2 separate regions of the Oryctolagus cuniculus genome follow, and region 2 is linked to region 1. A link is a contact called in public Micro-C data. All regions are on one chromosome and are shown on one strand. Each heading gives the region's core, a stretch centred on a gene start, on an enhancer-like site or on the middle of the called end of the contact. The rest is flanking DNA. Distances are from core to core; before and after follow the strand shown.

The links. A called contact is a pair of places that touch in the nucleus more often than the background predicts.
Region 2: a contact with region 1 is called in a Micro-C map of ear pinna, with 7 times the contacts expected there. The contact joins the promoter of CCPG1 here to the promoter of RSL24D1 in region 1. A contact is called at or near these places in 2 of 6 Hi-C or Micro-C datasets (ear pinna and an unstated tissue).

The regions. Positions count from the first base shown.
Region 1 is chr12:77,925,438-77,928,383 of mOryCun1.1, forward strand. RSL24D1 (ribosomal L24 domain containing 1) reads right to left here and starts at 1,527. Exons shown (of 6, transcript XM_002717715.5): 1 at 1,359-1,527. The coding sequence starts at 1,439.
Region 2 is chr12:78,127,629-78,130,574 of mOryCun1.1, forward strand. It overlaps CCPG1 (cell cycle progression 1), which reads right to left and starts at 1,490. Exons shown (of 10, transcript XM_070054222.1): 1 at 1,294-1,490. It overlaps PIERCE2 (piercer of microtubule wall 2), which reads left to right and starts at 1,607. Exons shown (of 2, transcript XM_008268977.4): 1 at 1,607-1,834. The coding sequence starts at 1,817.

The DNA.
Region 1 (2,946 bases), core at 277-2,776:
ACCAGGATTTCCCCATGCAGTGGAGAGCTCAGAGCGGGAGCTAAGGTGTACAGGTGACAGTCAAGCGGGAGCCAAGGTGTACAGGTGACAATCACCAGCAGTTTAGAAGAGATGCTTGCTCTCTGATAGAGCTTCAAGGCTGTCACCCCCTGTCAACTCAGTTCTGGAACCATCGGTCTTTCTCAAGCCAAGAGAGTCGACTCCTAGCCAATTCAACACTGTCCTAGCCGACAACACAGACGTTCTCAGCAATGCGAACTTCCACTGTGTCTACCGAATCCACACCCAGCTCTCAGCAGCTCTAATTCCAACACCCGGCTGACACGCAGTGTTGGACGAGAATTACAACTGTATCAAGTTCCTGACAACAAGTGTTCAAGATCTCCTAGACATTGGTGCAAGTTCCCAAACACAGTTTTCAGCAAGATTCCTGCTCCCAATTTAATATGTCCGCCTTTGGTCAATAAGAGATACAAGGTAACGAACGTAAGGATGTAAAAATAACTTCGCTCAACAGATACTGCAACTCAACAGATCTGGTATAAACACGCAATCTGTATTTTTAACAAGCGCCCTGTAAGTCAGAAGAGCTCAAATTCGGAGAAACACGTTACGGAAGCGGAGGAAGGGGCTCCACTCTGATATGAGAGATTACACTCGCAAGTCTTTCACAGCTAAGTTTCATACCTAGATGCATGTGTTTGTTATGCATTCCATGAAAAATACACAGGCTTATCACACTCGTATTCCTGGCACTTCCCCACGCCTCGAACGACATCTATAACCCATTCTCTTCCTCGGAGACGTAACAGCTCCGCCCCGTGCCGTTGCTCAAACTTGATTTTTCCTTCCACCTAGAGTGCCCTCTCCTCCCTCTCTCTCTCTCTCCAACACACAGAACAAACATCACCTCCGTTCTGGGACTTTTCATCCGCAACCCTCCCCGGCTCCCCTCTCGCAACTTTGACGCCCAGCTCTACTAGGAAGTCACCCGCCGCTCGTCTAACCACTTCTTCACACTGTGGACACTACCACGTCTTCTCTCGATGGACGGGGACCTGTGGAATGCCTGACTGGGCATGCGCTCAACAACAGTGCACAGCATTCAAGAAACTGAACCACGTACAAGAGGGACCAAGCTGTCCTACAAGCGAGCCAGGCTCCCCGGCGGCGCGGGCTGGGCTCGCGCCTGACTCCAATCTCTGTGAACCCCGCCCAAGGGTGGTCCGGCCCCCAGCCGCGCTCAGACACCAGCAATGAGGCTCCCCGAACACGAGACAGGCCAGGGCCCTCGGAAGAGGACGGTGAACCCGGGCCACAGCCGGCGTCCACCGCCACGCCGGCCTCGGCCGCCCCACCTTGCAGTCGTTGCGGACGAACATCATGCCGTGGCCGGGGTAGATGGGCCCCGAACAGAAGTAACACTTCTCGATACGCATGCTGAATCCGCGTGGGTACCCACGGACCAAACGGCCTAGCCCGAGAGGAAGTGACGTAGCCCGGCCACAGGAAGTGATTCTCCTCCCCGACCCCGGCCCCAACCCGGAAAAGACAAGCACCTTCCAGTCCTGCTGGCCAAGAAGACTGGATCCAAACATGATAGCGCCTCCCGGAGGCCGGGCGGGCAACAGCGCTGCCGTCCGGCGCAGGCGCAGAGCCGCAGACTAAGCATGGCTCTTGAGAACGAATGTGTTTTAATTACAATGTGTGCGCTCAATCGTAGAGGGATTTTTCTGTAGGAATCCTGTAAGTCCTATGTAGAGATGTTCTCACTAAAAAGATTTTTGTTTTACTTATAGAAAGTAATTCAAAGCAAATCACTTCTTTAGGTTAACACCTTGGATTATTCGTGGAAAAATTAAATAGTATGAATTTGAACTCAGACCCATCGAAGCGCAGATTTGTGGTTACAAGTTGTCATAAGAGACTAAGGACAAAGACTAGGTCCTGGCTTTGTGTTTAGGTATTGACAGAGTTCTCAGCTGCAATACGCTACCCCCTATCAAACCTGAGGTTTTCTCTTTTAATTATGTGTAGCCATTAAAACCAGGCATCCTGATTACTAATGGTGGCAAAACCAAACCAAAAGCAAACCACATTCAGCATTAACTAATTTTTAAGTTGCCTCTGTTGCTGCTGCCTGCTGCTTGGTGGTCTTAGGTTATTTCCTTTACCTTCTTAAGAAAGCAACAGTAAATTTAAAAATGCTTGTGTTGGGACTGCTGCTGTGGCACAATGGGGTAAACCACTGCCTATGACACTCACATCCCATATGAGGGCTGCTTCAAGACCTGGCTGCTGCACTTCTGATCCAGCTCCCTGCTAAGGCACCTGGATGGTTCAAGCCCTTGGGAATCGGCACTCACGTGCAAAACAGGAAAGAAGCTCCTGGCTTCTGCTCAGCTCACCTCTGGCCATTGTGGCCACTTGGGTAGTGAACCAGCTGATGGAAGATTCTCTATCTCTTTGTCTCTCCTTCTCTCTGTAACTCTACCTTTCAAGTAAATAAATGAATCTTAAAAAAAAAAAAAAACTTTAAAAGGTCAGAATGTACTTCTCAGACTTCCTCCTAACAAACCAATATGGACTTATTATATGTGAGCCTTTCTAAACACTATTTTAATTTTTATATGAATATTTTATTAATTTTATATTTACAAAACAAAAAATTGTAAGGTAGTAATATGAGTTCCCATATGCCCCTCCCCCAATTTCCCCTAAAACATGTATTAGTATATTTGTCACAATTAATGAATCACACCCAGCTTTCCCTGTTATTTATCCAAACTCCTTTTATCTCTCCTGAACCTCCCAGGCTGTAGTAATCAACATTCTGTGCTCAGGTTAAGTTGCTTTTTCTTTTAATCTTGTCTCCCACATAGAAGAGACAACATGTAATATTTGCCTGTCTGTCGGGCTGATTTCACTCACCATAGCTTCTCCAGT
Region 2 (2,946 bases), core at 240-2,739, 200 kb after region 1:
AAAATTAGAAAATACAGGAAAGTAAAAGAAAGTATTATTTAACATTCATCATCTAGAGAACCACTTTTATAACTAAATATCTCTTACATCTTATTTTTAATGGAAATATAATCACTTGTTCTATGGTTAAATTCACAAAATGGAGATTACACTCCTTTCAGGGCAGTTTTCATTTAAAAATGAGTATTTGCCACATCTCTTAAAATACTGTTCAGGAATAAGTTTCTTTTCAAACTCTTTTGACTGGCACCCCATTCTTAGTGTAAAGAGGTCAAAATCATGAATTAAAACAATCTCACTTTCTCCATCCCTTCCACCATTCCACAACAGGCTCAGGAAAAAATAGTAAACCATTCACACTTTGTGTGTAAAAATAGCCCCTGGGAGGTGCAGGGCGTAGCAAGATGCAAACCTTAAACCAAAGATATGCGCTGATAACTGTGCATGTGAACTGAAGAAGGCAAATTAGCCTAAAATCAGCGGTACTAAGCAGCTACACCTACAGTAGCTTCAAGAAAGCCCGTCTTTCAATTCCGTGTTTCACTAAGTCTAAGTCGGAACAGTGCAATTGCACCACTAAACAAAGTTATCTTCCTTGTCTGGGTTCCTTAAAATCGGCGCTCCCGATGAAAGAGCGTTGGAGATTCATTATAATTAAAGACAAACACGGAACGCTTGCAAGGGACTGCGTGGGTCAGCTGTTGACCACGCCAAATCAATTAAGAGATGGACGCTAAGAAAGGCGGGTTGAGGGGAGAAGTGTAGGGGCCGCGATTTGATCATTACCAGGCTGGCGCAACAGCAGAAATCGCAGCTGCATTATTTCACACTTAATCTTTCTATTCCTGGCATCACGGGGTTCAAACGTCACCAAAAAAGATGGGCCGGCAGGAAACTCGGCAGGCTGACGCACCCTTCATCTTACCATATGGACTCCCATCAGTCGAGACCGAGAAGCGCCCCAGAACTACCCAGCGAAACAAGGGTCCCCGGGGCCGCCGGCTGCCCCACGCCGGAGCACAGCTCCGAGGTGCGCGCGAGGCTTGGAGTCTACAGGACCACCCGGCCCCAAGCCCCATGGGTGAGCTCGAACCGCGAGGGTTGTGGACTCCTGCCCCGAGGCGGTCGCCCCAGCCAAGCGCCAGCGGGTCCAGTGCCCGCCCGAGAAGCCCCTTCCCAGGAGAGAAACTGCACCGCTGTCCAGGGAGGCTGCCGTGCCGAGGGTGCAGTCCACGCGCCCCGACAGTCGGCCCCAAACCCTCTCGCGGGGTCTGAACTCGCCCAGAGTCATACCTGAAGGGGCAGCGCCACCTTCGCCAGACGGCACTGGCTGTCACGGTGGCGGCAGTCACAGCTCCAGGCGCCAGTGACGCCTCTCATAAAAACAACAACCTGCTCTCGGGCGTCCGCAGCCGGGAGGCGGCGGCCGGCAGTTCTCCGCAGCGCATGCCGGGACTCGTAGTCCCATTCGCGGATCCATTCCAGGCGGCGGCGGAGTAAGGAACTACGACTCCCAGAAAGGAGTGCAGCTCACCACGGGGCGGCTACAGGAAGCCGGGCCAGGAGGCCGCGGAGCCTCACAACATCCGGGCCCCGGCGCCCGCGGCCGGTTGCTATGGAGACGAGCTGCCGCCACCAGAAAGGACTAGGAAAGCTGCCTGGGTCGGGCGGATCGGTTTATGCTCACTGATCCAGCCAATAGTTCCTCTCTAGTTTAATTAGGTGCAGGTAAAAGGCCACTTCCCGGGGCGCTCGCCGCTCTTCTGCCATCTGCTGCAAGAGAAGATTTTACCAAGAATTTACCAAGGGAGCGAGAATGACGGACACCGACTGGGTGGGTCTGAGCAGAGGACTAAATGCTTTTGATTGTTGTTTGATATTCTTTGATATAATCTGAGGCACCACCTATTCCCACCCAGCCTCCAGAGAATTCTAAGCAACCACAGAGCTTTTGCATTTACCAATGTAAATGAAGGTTTTATTAAGCCATGATTGCTTCTCATGGTGTCAAGACTATTGGGGATGCTAAGAACTGGTGCTACAACTGCAGACTGGGGATGGTTTTGAACAAGGCAAATGTCCCTTAAGTTTGCATTTATTTACATTGTGCCTTGACCAAAAATGCATACGGGGGAGGAGGGGAGATGGTGCACTTAAGTCACCATTTAATGTAAACAGAATAAAGTCTGTCCTTCAGTTGTGGCAACATAAGTTTAAGAAAAATTAACAGGTGGGCGTGAGCAGAGACAAAAAGTTGCCTGGAAGTTAAACTTTTTTTCTTTTGTGTTACCCATACACCTATTAACTTCAATTGTTGCCACAACACCAAAAAAGAAAAAAAAATAATTCTGTACGTAGAGTTTCTATAACATACATTTGATTATTCAGTGCCTTGTTTTCATTTATATTCTTATATATTCTTATATATATAAATGTGTTTATGCTAAAACACTTTGGAAAGTCAAGAGTAGAATCTGACAATTAGTAAGAAAGCTGGTATCACCAATATGCAGATTTTTAGAATACTCAAAAGTAATTTCAATGAGCTAATTTTAAGACTTCTTTTTTGAAAGGTATTTGCAATTTTAATTAACCTTCTTATCCTTAAGTTGCTAACATGGTATGTTAAGTAACCCTTTCACATTGTTTGAATTAGTTTTGCTTTCTCCTTTTTTTTTTTTAAGATTTATTTCTTTATTTGAAAGTCAGAGTCACAGAGGAGAGGCAGAGAGAGAGAGAGAGGTCTTCCATTCGATGGTTCACTCCCCAATTGGCCACAATGGCCAGAGCTGTGCCCATCCAAAGCCAGGAGCCAGGAGCTTCTTCCCGGTCTCCAACGCAGGTGCAGGGGCCCAAAGACTTGGGCCATCTTCTACTGCTTTCCCAGGCCATAGCAAAGAGCTGAATAGGAAGTGGAGCAGCCGGGTCCCAAACAAGCGCCTCAGG